Linked DNA regions of Mus musculus: regions 1 and 3 are each linked to region 2. Evidence: chromatin contacts called from public promoter capture Hi-C data. All regions are on one chromosome and are shown on one strand. Each heading gives the region's core, a stretch centred on a gene start, on an enhancer-like site or on the middle of the called end of the contact. The rest is flanking DNA. Distances are from core to core; before and after follow the strand shown. Region 1 holds the start of Zmynd10 (zinc finger, MYND domain containing 10). Region 2 holds the start of Poc1a (POC1 centriolar protein A). Region 3 holds the start of Slc38a3 (solute carrier family 38, member 3).

What was found. Promoter capture Hi-C pulls out the DNA fragments that hold promoters and counts their contacts. Capture Hi-C pulls out chosen DNA fragments and counts their contacts.
Region 1: a promoter capture Hi-C map of liver shows a contact between it and region 2, with 10 times the contacts expected there. The contact joins the promoter of Zmynd10 here to the promoter of Poc1a in region 2. A contact is called at or near these places in 5 of 39 promoter capture datasets (the C10 cell line, liver, neutrophils and 1 more), 1 of 484 Hi-C or Micro-C datasets (B cells), 1 of 115 datasets of contacts at active chromatin or transcription factors (astrocytes) and 1 of 9 other capture datasets (pancreatic islet).
Region 3: a contact with region 2 is called in a promoter capture Hi-C map of liver. The contact joins the promoter of Slc38a3 here to the promoter of Poc1a in region 2.

The regions. Positions count from the first base shown.
Region 1 is chr9:107,545,981-107,550,023 of GRCm38.p6, reverse strand. It overlaps Zmynd10 (zinc finger, MYND domain containing 10), which reads right to left and starts at 2,720. Exons shown (of 12, transcript NM_053253.4): 1 at 2,476-2,720; 2 at 2,116-2,224; 3 at 1,238-1,354; 4 at 1,091-1,144; 5 at 859-996; 6 at 656-744; 7 at 458-558; 8 at 1-149. The coding sequence starts at 2,567. Gm34106 (predicted gene, 34106) reads left to right here. Exons shown (of 2, transcript NR_168657.1): 2 at 2,025-2,456.
Region 2 is chr9:106,278,494-106,282,654 of GRCm38.p6, reverse strand. It overlaps Poc1a (POC1 centriolar protein A), which reads right to left and starts at 1,594. Exons shown (of 11, transcript NM_027354.2): 1 at 1,199-1,594. The coding sequence starts at 1,216.
Region 3 is chr9:107,665,180-107,669,405 of GRCm38.p6, reverse strand. Slc38a3 (solute carrier family 38, member 3) reads left to right here and starts at 2,007. Exons shown (of 16, transcript NM_001199217.1): 1 at 2,007-2,102.

The DNA.
Region 1 (4,043 bases), core at 1,471-3,970, 1.3 Mb before region 2:
GCTTGTAAGGCAGTAACGGGCTCGGGCCTCAGGGCTGAGCAGTAGATTGTACAGGGCGATCCATACTTGCCCATCCAGTTTATTCAGCTTTTGCTGCTCTGAGGGGGCCACCGTCTGCCATCGGCCACTCTCAAAATGCTGCAGCTTGCCTGGGGGAGGAGAAGGAGCCCACCGGATGCCGGTGGGTGTTGTGTTATCTTTGAGAGTGTGTGGTCCGGAGGACTGTCCACCACTGCCTGGCAAGGTTAGAAAGCCTGGGCCACCAGACGTCAGAACAAGGTGGAGTCTTCAACAAATGGTTCACAGGACTTGTCTGCCTCAGAGTCAAACTCTAGTCCCATCTCGGGTGAGGTATCCCAGAATCCTAAATGTGTACCCTGTACCCTTCACACTGATCCTGAAGGGTGTTCTGGAAGCAGCCAGTTACATCTTAGGCAAATGGGAGGGGGAGCCTTACCTCCTACCCGCCGGCTCCAGGGACTGTGCTCCAGCAGTTCCACCAAGAGGCAGGGCAAGTTGTGAGTCCTGAGCATGCGGTTCAGTGTGCTCAGGGAAAGGCTAGAGGTAGGGTAGAAGGGTGGTCAGCAGAGGCCACGGGCCAGGACACACAGCCCCTTGTTGTGTGCTCGCCCCCGGGCCTTGGAGGGTGGCCCACCTATCCACGCAGTCTGTGATGTAGCGAAGCACCGAGAGGGCTTTCAGGGATATCTCAAATTCCATCATCTCCGCCTGCTTTTGCAGCTCCTGATGGTGCGGGAGAGGGGGGTAGGGGCACAGGCACATAGCATTCACCCTGCCTGTGGAGGCTGGAGAGAACTCACATCGAGATTTTGTTAAGTCCAGGAAACCGTAGCTTACTTGCATAGGGGTACTGTCCTGGAACTGTTCTTCTTCAGACAGGTCACCACCGCCTTTCCGGGCCACTAGCAGTATCAGCTTGCGGTGGCAATAGTCTACTAGGTCCAAGACCTTGTCATCAGCTGACTCACACACCTCCTGGGGGGGTTCAGGGAGGGGATATTTCTGGGGTTCGATGCCCTCCCCGGCCGACATAGCCCACCAGGCTCAGGCCTGCAGAGTAGTGTCTCACCTTGTGGAAGAACACTGTCTCTAGGAGATTGATGATGGAGGCCTCATGGTGTACCTGTCGAAGAGGACGGGGCTGGGCTGAGAGGGAGAGACAGGGACTGGCTGTTAGCTATCTTTCTCGGCTCAGGACTCTGAGGGCCCAGCTCACCACCATGTATATGGGGAAGGTATTCTGGGGCTTGAAGTCCTCCAGCCGGCACAGCACAGGGAAAACCTTCTGTTTCCACATCTCCACCGCAATCAGCTCCTCCACCAGCGTTGGGATCTGCGGAGGACGGGGGAGAAGCAGGGGTGAAATGGCCCTGCCTTGGTCCCTCAGCTTTCCTGTCCCAGCTTTAGCCTGTCTTAAGTCTCCAACTCTCTTGGGTTTCCTCTGAATGGCCTTTACTGCCATTGCCCTCTTGCACCTTACCCCACCCTCCGTCCAGGGATACCCCACTTTAGGGCAGCTCTGCTCTTCCTGTCCTTATTCTGGTCTTTGTCACCTGGCCTTACTCTTACTTCAGCCCTTTACTGAGCCCTGTTCCTAGACCAATCCCTGCTACCCAGCTCTGCCTTTCTCTTGCAGGAGAACTAGGGCCGCCCTTGGCCCAGCCTCCAGCCAGGCATCTTTCCCGGCTTCTACTTTCTCCTAGTGTGCTACCTTCCCCATTTGGAAAGCCTCACTTCCTCCTTAGAGAGGATCTCTTTGGCCTTACAGTCAATTCAGGCTCATGTCAGCACTTGAGCACTCCCCCTGGAGCCTAGGATCCATGGCTCCATCCACTCTCGCATCCACTGAGGGTACAATAGGAAATGTAGCCAGCCAGGTACAGCGAGGCATGCCTGCAGCCCCGGCACTTGGGAGGCAGACACAGTTAGGCTAATGGCCATCTGGGCTACAGATCAACACCTTATCTCAAAATAAAACAAACATATTTTTCTTTCCCACTTAGGTGTACCAGGCCTGAAGGAAGAACAGGTGCTGCCTAGTGTCCCCAAGAGGTACAATAGAAGGCAGGAATCCTGCCTGGGACCTGGACGTACCTTCCCATGGTTGATTAGCAGTTCCTGGATGGGCTCAGCCTGGCTGATAGTTGCATCAAGGATGGCTTGCATGTTCAGCTTCTCCAGGCTCTCATGCTGCTTATTCCACCTGCCCCCGAAGGGATGTATGTACATTGGGTGACCAGATGTGCAACGGGAGTGAGGGTGGGGTTGGATCCTACTGAAGACTACCATGATCCTGTCCTGGGGCCAGAGGGGCACGGGGGCCATACGCTTCTATCTCAGAGAGCTTTGCCTACCCACCTGGAGGCCCCTCCACACTGGCAACCCCTTCTCCAATGTCAGTTCCAAGCTCCTCCACTAAAAGACCAGTGACTCCACCTGTGGCGGCTGCCTCACCCTTCAGAGCCCATCTCCCGAAGCTGGAAGCTGCGCAGGCCCCGCACCAGCACCTCAGCCTCCCCAGGCAGCAGCAGTTCCAGGTCACCCATGCCAGGGGCTAAGATTCCTTTGGTTTTGGGAAGCAACCCGAATAGGGAAAACTGAAACACTTAGGACTACAGAGTCCAGCGGTAGGACCAAAGTCTTGGGACAGGGCAGTTGCCAAGCCGTTGAAGCGCTTGAGTCGTCGTCGCCATGGAAACGAGGGAGCTTGGCGCCTGCGTAGTTTTGTCTCGATACCGCTCTTGCCACGCCTACCTCACCGCCAATAAGCAGCCCCAGATGCCAGACCCACTCGCCACACCTCCCCAGGGCTTGCACAGCTGTGAGTGTGCAACTCCTGCAGCTGCACTGTCTTAGCCCCTCAATAGGGTAGCTACCGCGGTCTCAGCAGCTGAGTCTTTCAGTTTTTCGTTTTTATGACATAGGCTGGCGTGGAACTTCCTATTTATACCGAGCTGGCCTTCAAATCAAAGGGTTCCACTGGCCTCTGTGTGCTCTGTCTTTCTAGTGCTGAAATTAAGGCATGCGTTACCAGGCTCAGGCCCGCAGCCAGGAGTCCTAATGATGTGCACCTAACATACCTCCCTCCAGAATGGCGCTGGCTCCCAAAATACCAGACCACAGCGGCTTACCAGGAAGAACCTTCCTCCCGCCCTCTCTCCTACCCACGTGCTTCATTTTTTTTGTCCCATTCTCTTTTATTTTAAAAACGTTTGTGTGTGAGCCATCTCCCCAGAACCCCATCCTCTCTTTGAGATGGATTCTCATTATATAGCCAAGACCGACACGGAGCTCGCTATAGAGCCAGGGCTGGTTTAAGCTTTCCTTCTTCTTGGTCGGCTTCCCCAGTGTTGTGGATTGAGGCGTGCACCACCGTGCTTGTTTTCCACGTCCCAACCTCATGAGCTTTCCCTGAGTTCCTCCTACAGGCTTTCTGAGACAGGGTTTGACTATGTCAGCCAGGCTGGCTTTAACTCTGTATAGTCCAAGCTGTCTTTGAACTAATTCACTTGTGTCAGCCTCCTTAGTGTTAGCATCACAAGCATGCGCCACCATGTTTGGGCCCTTGCCTTATTTCTTCTGGAATAGTCTTACTCCTTCAAGGCTCAGTCACTCAGATCCTCCTTGGCCATCTAATACAGAGCAATTTTTGCTCCTGTCCCAATATATTATATCCATCTTACCTGATTCTAGTTCTTTCGGTTTATAGGCCAGAGCAGTGCTCATAGCTGAGAACTTGCCTGTCTAGCATGCACAGAGCCTTGGCTTCAGTCCCCAGGACTGCATACGTGGGGTGTGGGAACATAAATCTATAATCCTAATTAACTAACTCAGGAGACCAAGGCAGGAGAATCAGAAGTTCAAATCAGGAAGTTCCAGGCCACTCTGTGCTTTATAACAGCCCGTCTTAGCTCCACCTCGTACTGACCGCCAAAAAATAAAAATAAAAAAACAAACAAACAAAAAGTTAAAAATCTAAGTGTGGCCAGGCATTCCAGCGCCCACCTTTAATCCCAGCACTC
Region 2 (4,161 bases), core at 345-2,844:
GCAAACACACAACCACACAAACGATCAGACGAATCAATAAATCCACAACAAACAGATCAAATATGGGCCCAGTGTGGGGAACAAACACCTTTAATCCCAGCACTTGGGAGGCAGAGGCAGGTGGAACTGTGAGTTCAAGGCCAGCCTGGTCCACACAGTAAATTCCAAGAGAGCCAAGACCATAGTAAGTTATCTCCCTCCACCTCAAACACCAAAAATTAAAAACAAAACAAGCAAACAACAACAACAAAAAAAACAAAACGACAAAACACACACACACACACACAACCAAACCACCTGAAGAGCTCCAAGGAACCCAGCTTGGGAAAGGATATTTCTATGATACAGCGAAGCCATTGCTATTCCACAAAGCTCTACCCCAAACAAAGGTGAGGCCCAGTGCCCAGCTCCACCCCCAAGCACACCTGCAGGTTCACGCCTTTTAACAGATGGCCTGGTAGTTCAGGGGTAAGAATCAACTAAGGAGCAAGGGCTCATTCCCTCTCCTGTCCTCACCAGAGCCTCTCAGAAACACAAGGGTGAGGAAGTGTCCATCCTAGGCTCAGTGGGCAGAAGCAGATTCAGGTCTGACTCCATCAGTGACACCCCTTCCCAATGCCTTCTTCCCTGAACAGTTTCCCCTAAAATCTGCGTGGAGCTAAATGTAAACAGAATATCAAATCGGCACTCAAAAGTCTGGTTTCTATTTCTACCCAAGTCTTCTCAGGTGCATCAGGTACCACCTGGCCCTGTGGAAGCAAATTCTTATTTAAAGGACCAATTTGAAGTCCTTTTCTGGAGTGGGGGGAGGGGTCAGAATCGAGCCCTGGACACACTGCAGGCTTCCGCTATCCCAGGCATCCCGATGGCCTACTGCTTCTACTTGTTGGAAAAGGATGTCACCTCCAAAAAAGACCTGTTGCTCACAAGAGGCCAAGCTTACGAGGCTCGCCCCAGGCCACGACAAGGGTCGGGCCTTGATGGTGTCTTCCTCAATACGCCGTACATTCCAGAGGCAGAGACTTATTTCTTCGTCCTGGTGGTCTAACATCTAGCCTGGCACCTGGGGTGCTAAGTCAATGCCCGGATCCACCCCGTAACCTTGGATGAGGAGGTCACCCTAGAACCCCGCGTCACCATCCGCCTCTCTCGCGGCCATTGTTCCAACCAGTCAGGTGCTCACTATCCAGGGACTTACCTGGCTGGGAGCAGCCATAGCGGGGCTAGCGGGCTGGTAGGACCAGCTGTGCCCCAAGTGCCAGAGATAGCTGGGTCGGCAGTTGTGCCAGTTCAGTTTCCGCGCCCCCAATCGCCACCAATAGCAACGCCGGTGGCGTCGCCGCGTCCCGCCCACCGCAATTAAAGGAGAAGCGCCCTAGGTTTTTGTCCGCCGACCGGAAGTCGGGTCGTTCGATAGGCGTCAAGCTCTTGTCCTCCCGCTCTTCCAGATGAGGTGACCCGCCGAGCAGCCAAAAGCCTCAGTTCGCTGTCACACTTTCCTCCTAAGAACTTAAAAAAAAAAATCTTAGATGAAGGTTTCGGCCCTTCAGCTCTAGCTCAGGTAACGGAGCGCGCAGCCATCGGGGAAATGAAGTTCTACATAGCACTTATACCCCACAGTCTTAATAAAGGTAGAACTACATTTACCGAGATGCTCCGGGGCGGGCGGAGTTTTACCATTATGAGTGACAGGCTTAAGTATCCCGGAAGGAGGATACTGACTGGCCTTGCTCTTGGCTTAAAACGTCCGATCAAGGCGCCATGGAGAACCAGGTTATTAGCGCCTTGGGACCCCAGAATGGTTCGTTCCTGCGAATACTCCTAAGTGTCTATTTAAAAAAAAAAAAAATGGAGTCATTCAAGAGTCAGAACCATGGTGCAGAAAGACATATGTTCAATTCTTAATTCTCTACTGGGTGACCTCAGGAAAAATGCGTCTACTCCGAGGGCCTGCCTCCGCGTTTGTCTTAAGAGGGGATGTGACTGCGGCCCGTCTTGCTCGGAACTCTTTAGCCTTAAGAAGGCTTTGGGTCGTAGCCTGACCTTAGCTCCAAAAAAAAAAAAAAGGTGAAAGAAGCAATCGTCGGGCGGAACCACCAGAGGCCGTCCTTTTCCACCTTCTGCAATGAAAGCAGCCGAAGCCCAGAGTGACCTGTGCATCTGACCTGAACTGGATGTTTTGTAAGATTCAAGAACCTTCCATCCATCATCTCTCCTGGGCCGGCCAACTTGTCCATACTCAAAACACTAATTAGGATCTGGCTGTGTCCTGAGGTTTCTTACCACATGCCTAGGCTTGAAACTGTGTCCCTAAATCTGCAGGGACAGTAAACTCAGAAACTGGCGTGTGGGGGAGTGTATTTGGACCTAAAAGAATGATTCATTGGTTCAGAGTGTATATGGTTCTCCCAGAGGACGAAAGTTCTATTCCCAGCTCCCATGTCAGATGGTTTACAACTGCCTGGAACTCCAGTTCTGAGGCAGTTCAACACCTCTTGTCTCCTGAGGCACACACACACACACCATTAAAAATAATTCTTTTAGTGTTTTGATGAGAGATACAGGATCTATATCTGATCCTATTTTAACTATGTTGGCATAGAATTGGTACCTTGACATTAGAAATGTTTAAGCTAATTTAACATAGGCAAGGTGAAAGTCTCAAGACAAAAATAGGTGCTCACAAATTCCCAGCCTTCCCATAAACAGTTTTCAGTTTTTCTCTTGTCAATAAGTGTGTCACGAGCACCCCATGCCAGAAACATGATGGTCACGTTTGTATATTCCTACAATGTCAAAATGAATTGCCTCTCAGGAAATTCCCAAGCTGTAGCAGTTTGCTGCTTTTCCAGATAAGGTCTCTCTATGTGGTCCTAGCGTTCCTTCCTCTGGCAGCCACAGACTTTTTATTTTTACTTTTTTAGGAATGTCATATGTAGGAATGTTTTGCCTACCTGTATGTATATGTACCATACTTATGTCTGATGTCTTATGAAGACGCCGGATCCCCTGGAACTGGCGTTGCAAACAGTTGTGAGCTGTCACGTGGGTGCTGGGTCTGAAACCCAGTCCCAAGTAACCTTAAACCAGCCCCACTAATCTTTTTCTGTTGCCTTGCTTTTTTTCTTTTCTTTCTTTTTTTTAAGAATATTGTGGGGTAGCCACCAGAGGAGACTGCTAAGACACGGATTTAAGCCAATAAAAAGTCTTTATTAGCCAGCCAGCAACTACACTGGGTGTTGTTCAAGATCCCATTGTAGCCGCAAGGCTTTCTCAGGGTGAGCTTTTAAGCATAAAATGTTCTGGGGGACTGGAGAGATGGCTCAGTGGTTAAGAGCACTGACTGCTCTTCCGGAGGTCCTGAGTTCAAATCCCAGCGACCACATGGTGTGTCACAACCATCTGTAACAAGACCTGATTCCCTCTTCTGGTGTCTGAAGACAGCTACAGTATATACATATAATACATAAATACATATAATAAATAAAATAAATCTTTTAAAAAAAAACATGTTCTAGATTGACATACTTAACATGAACAATTAGTCAGAAGAGAAACCACAGAAGTCCAAAAGCAAGGTTAGTACATTTAGAGAGTTTCCCATATCTCTGGACTTTGACGAATTAGGTAATTGTTTTAGTTTTGGCAGGCGGTGCTATCCATGTGCTGAGTTTTACAGCCTGAATGGTATTTCGGCAGTTGTGGGGTTTCATGTAGGCTGGCCTTCAGATCACTGCATTAGCCGAAGAAAGCTTTGAACTTCAGATGATCCTGCCTCCGTTCTGGAAATACAGGCTTATACCATCTTGTTTGGTTTACACAGTGGTGGGGATTTATGCATGCTAGGCAAAGCAAGGTCCCATCTGATCTATAACTCTAGTTACATGATTCCAATCTTAATTGCTAACATTGTTTCCAGATCTCTTACCTTTACATAATAAGGTACATGGAAATATGTGTATATAGGAATGTATGCATACGCAATGTATTGTTTTTAAGGATTTATTTTATTTATATCAGTGCACCGTCTCTGTCTTTGGACACACCAGAAGAGGGCATCAGATCCCATTACAGATGGTTGTGAGCCACCATGTGGTTGCTGGGAATTGAACTCAAGACCTCTGGGAGAGCAGTCAGTGATCTTAACCACTGAGCCATCTC
Region 3 (4,226 bases), core at 758-3,257, 1.4 Mb before region 2:
GGAATGGCACCAATGTGACCTTGGAAGGAGAATTGACTCTAAGCTCTATCCCACGTGTCCGGCAATCTTTTAGGCCTGTGTCTGAAATGTGGAAATCAGGGAATAGAGGCAAGGGCTGGCCTAGCGCCACAGATAATAAAGCTTTCTTTCTCCTGAAAAAGGTACCTCACCATGGAGGTTACAAGGACCTCTAGAAGAAGGTGCCTGGCCTCTCTTGGCGTCCTATCCAGGCTGTGCAGCTGATATAGGCTGGGCTGGGAGATTCTGCAGGTGGCGTGGCAAGGAAGGTCTCAGAGCTCTGTTTACCCTGGCAGGGGTCCAGGCCTAGCAACAACAAACAGTCACCCTTCCCCCAGCTTCAATGTGATTGGCCTTACCCAGGGACCCCTCATCACTAAGTCTCCAGGCCTCCCTCAGAAGCCCAGCACAGCCAGTCTCAGCCTGTTCCCTTTGGACTGAGGACACCAATGTCCATATGCTGAGTGACCTTGAGCCTAGTCAGGACCCTCAGGAACTGCCCGTGGGTGCCACTACCCCTTGACAAATAGCTCCTGTGAGTATCCAAGGTGATTCTGTCTCAGCCATTTTGTTCTCCCTGCTCCCCTCGGGGCTGGGATTGCAGGCATGTGCCACTCTACCTGTTTCTCATGCTGTTTTAGAGGTTGGGAGTCTAATGGCCCTTCACAATGTGGTAAGTAAGCTCTGGTCTGGCAATTATGTCAGCCTTGGGTAAGGATGCAAATCTTTCCTTCCTGTCATCTAGCTACCGGAAAGGTAGGCTTGGATGGCCTGTGTTCCTGGAGTTGTTGTCACCCCAGGGCCTGTTTCCTTAGGCCCTCAGCTCCCTGGCCCTCTTAGGCAGCATCTGGTCTTAGTTCATGGCTTTCACTTTACCCCACCCCCACCCCCTTCTCTCAGGCCAAAGGGCAAGACGACCATTTCTTTCTGATACAGAGGGAAACTGAGGCACGCTTGGGCTTGGCTGTGCTAGTGTTATGAGTCAGCAGGAAGGGAATCCAGGGCTTCGGGATTTGAGGAGTCCCGACTCCCAGCCTCAGGCAGGGAAGCATGAGACCCGGCCTCTGAAGGCATGCTTCACAGCGCCAGGAAGTAGATATGACATCAGGAGGTAGATATGACAAGAGAAGTCCAGCTTGGAGAGGAACAGCAGAGGCCATGGAATTAATCGGATCAGAGCCAGTGGCTGAGAAAAGAGAGGCACAGCTGTTGTCCCGGCCCCTTTAGCCTGAAAGGTCAACGCCTCCCCTAGCTCCCTACCCTCTGCCACCTGCCTCTGAGCACCGGAGCTGTAGGTGGGAATCAGGTAGAGGTGGCACTGACTACCAGCCAAGAAAGAGCCCTCCCTAAAATCTCTTTCTCACAAGTCCTGCCCCCGTTTCTGATGGGCAGGCTGACAGCAGTCACTCACTCGTAGAGTAGAGAGCATAGCGGTGCAAGGCTTGAAAAGACACAGTGCGATCTCCCCTTGTTTTCGCTGTCCTAGACCGTATTTGCTTCAGCCTCTAGGGTACTATCTCAGGGGAAGAAAAAAACTGATTGAGATAGCCCCTCCATCCACCCCTGCTAAGCAAAGGCGGTCGACCCAGGCAAGGTAGAAAAGGCGTAAGTCTGAAAGCCGTCCGTTCCAAGCCCCTCACTGAAGTTAAGCCTTCGGTATTCCTATTTCTTCTGGTTGAAGATCTCTTCGGGGATTTAGAGAAATGTAGGCAGAATGTTTCAGGGGTTCAGGGCAGTCACTGTCCTCACAAAGATCTCTGCTTTGACCTGAACCATCGCCCCGATCCTTCAAGGCTCTAGCGACCCCTCCCCAATCAGGCTCTCCCACCTATAGGCTTCGAGGTCACCAAGGGCACCGACTACCCCTTTGAGACAAGTCGGCCAGGCCCCCGCTCCTCCCCGGACCAGCCCCTCCTCCCTCGGGCAGCCTGGGATTGGCGGGCCGGGGGCGGGCCAGGGGCGGGGCCGGGCACCCTTCATCCCCTGCTGCTGCAGTTGCCGCTGCAGCCCTGCGCTCAGCCTGGAGCAGAGCGGATCTCACCCTCTGGAACGGAGTGTGCTGAACGTGCCCACCACGAGGCCAGGTACGGCCGGGGGATATAGAGCCACCAGCACAGGGGCGCTGGGCAGAAGGAGCCCACAATACCTCCCCCAGTGCATAGTCGGCTCTGGGAAGCTCTCCTTGTACCCCGAGACCCGGGCAGGCGTCTCAGCTTTCCGAGAGTCAGAATCTTGCGAGCTCCAGAGCACAGGTTTGTGAGCTTGCGGGTAGGCACCAGCTCCAAGCTTGCGCCAGGGTGCGGGGAGGGGCACCTCGTTGATTCCGCTTCTTGGTAGAGCCAAGCAGAACAGAAGGGGACAGCAGCCCGGGGTTAGATCCACAGAACACCTAGTTTGAAGCTCAGGAAACAGTGGACCGACTTCCTGAGTCAGGACCCGCGGGCACCAGCTAAAGAATGGCCGGGAGTAGACCCTGGAGCGCTGCCCCGACGGGCGCCTGAGAGGCAGATCCGCCGGTTGGCACGCCGGCGATCCGGGTATATTTATCCCGCTCTCTGGGCAGTTTGAGGGCAGATCGGGCCGGGACGCCTGAGGGGCCACGGGGTACATGCTGGCCCCAGAACCAGTGCCATTTGCAGTGAGGCCAGCGGGCACTGCCTGCTCTGGGTTTTTGTGACACTTAGGCTTGAGGGCGGGGTGCAATGGGCGCTCCTGTCCACCTGTGGACCTGGCTGGCCGAGGTGTGAGAACTAGCCAGGGCGCAGGACTCAGTTTTCATGAATGCGTGCCGTTTGTTTACACTAGAGAAGGGGGCCAAGGATGGAGCACGTGAGAACTGCGCCCCAAGCGCAGCTCCCCCTCGTCACGTGACCTGAGACCTGAATCCAGGTCTTCTTTCTCCTGTGTGCGGAGGGAGGGGGCTCTTGCACCCTGAGGAGTAACCACGAAGGACATCTCCATGGCACTTTAGCCCACCAGTCCTGTTCTTCCCCCTTTGCTTTCTCCACGTCCCGCCATTACATTGTCCCCTAAAAGAGACCCCTGGCACACAATCTGGGGTAGGGGCTTATTTTCCAGAAAAGAGGTCAGTCCCTTGGATGATTCGTTGTGTGATAGGGTGTTAGAAAGCTAGATAAATCCAAGGATCGTTCGATTTGGAAATAGGGAACATCTGCACAGCTGTGGAAACCTCCCCTAAGAAGCCCCATGATGGGAGAGATCAGGAGTGCATGAGGCCATGCCCGGCACTTTGGAGAGGCTGGGATGGCAGAACCAGGAATGCAAGCTCTGATTTCTTGGGTTTGAGCATGAGACTGTGTCTCTAGGAAAGATGAGAACGGTGTGCCTCAGAGCTTCGTTCACCCTGGGTCTGGGGATCCCATCTCTTCACTGCCTCTCAAATCATCCTTCTGAGTGTGGTCTTATCCCAGGCTTGCTGTATCCCACAGTCCAAGGCTCCAGAAAGCCAGGCCCCAAGACTTGCTTATCCCTGTACTTGAGTCAGGGGCCATGGCCCCCCTCCGACCACAAATGGAGAAACAGGCCCAACGAAGGCAGGTAGATCATGAACTCCAGGCTGAACCAGGAAAAGATCAGAAGCTGAATGAAGCACACCCTGGGAGTCTGCGCTGGGTGTGAGTGGAAGCAGAAAGACTGAGGGCAAAGCATGTTTGCAAGGCAGTGCCTGCGAGAGACTAAATGCAGTTTAGGCATTTGTGTGCCCAGCAAGCTGAAATGTGATGTTTGTGCTGTCGTCGTCGTTGTAGGAAGGGGCCCCGTGGGAAGAGTTCTATTGTAGATATCACAAGGAACTGGGTCCCACAGAGTAGGTAAGTTAGTCTAAGAACTTTGAATGCATTCCATTCATTCAGTATGATTATTGAGTACCTACTATGTGTCTTGCACACAGTGTGACCGGTGAAAGCATACTGAAGAGGTGGGCCTTTGACTTTGGATGGGAAGACAGACACAGGAGGCTAGGGTGGGACCTCTAGAGGACCAGGCAGCACTTCTGGGGGCCAACGGGAAGGACCAGCTGCTGGGGCAGGAGGGGCTTTCCTGCCAGTGGCCCAGGGTTGCTTGGCTTTGAATTTCCGCTCTGCGGGCCACGTCCTGTACACAGCCCCTCAGCCAGCACGTCTGCACCTGTGTGTGACCACTGACAATAGGAGCCGCTCCAGCTGACCATCGCCTCTGCTTGTCTTTTC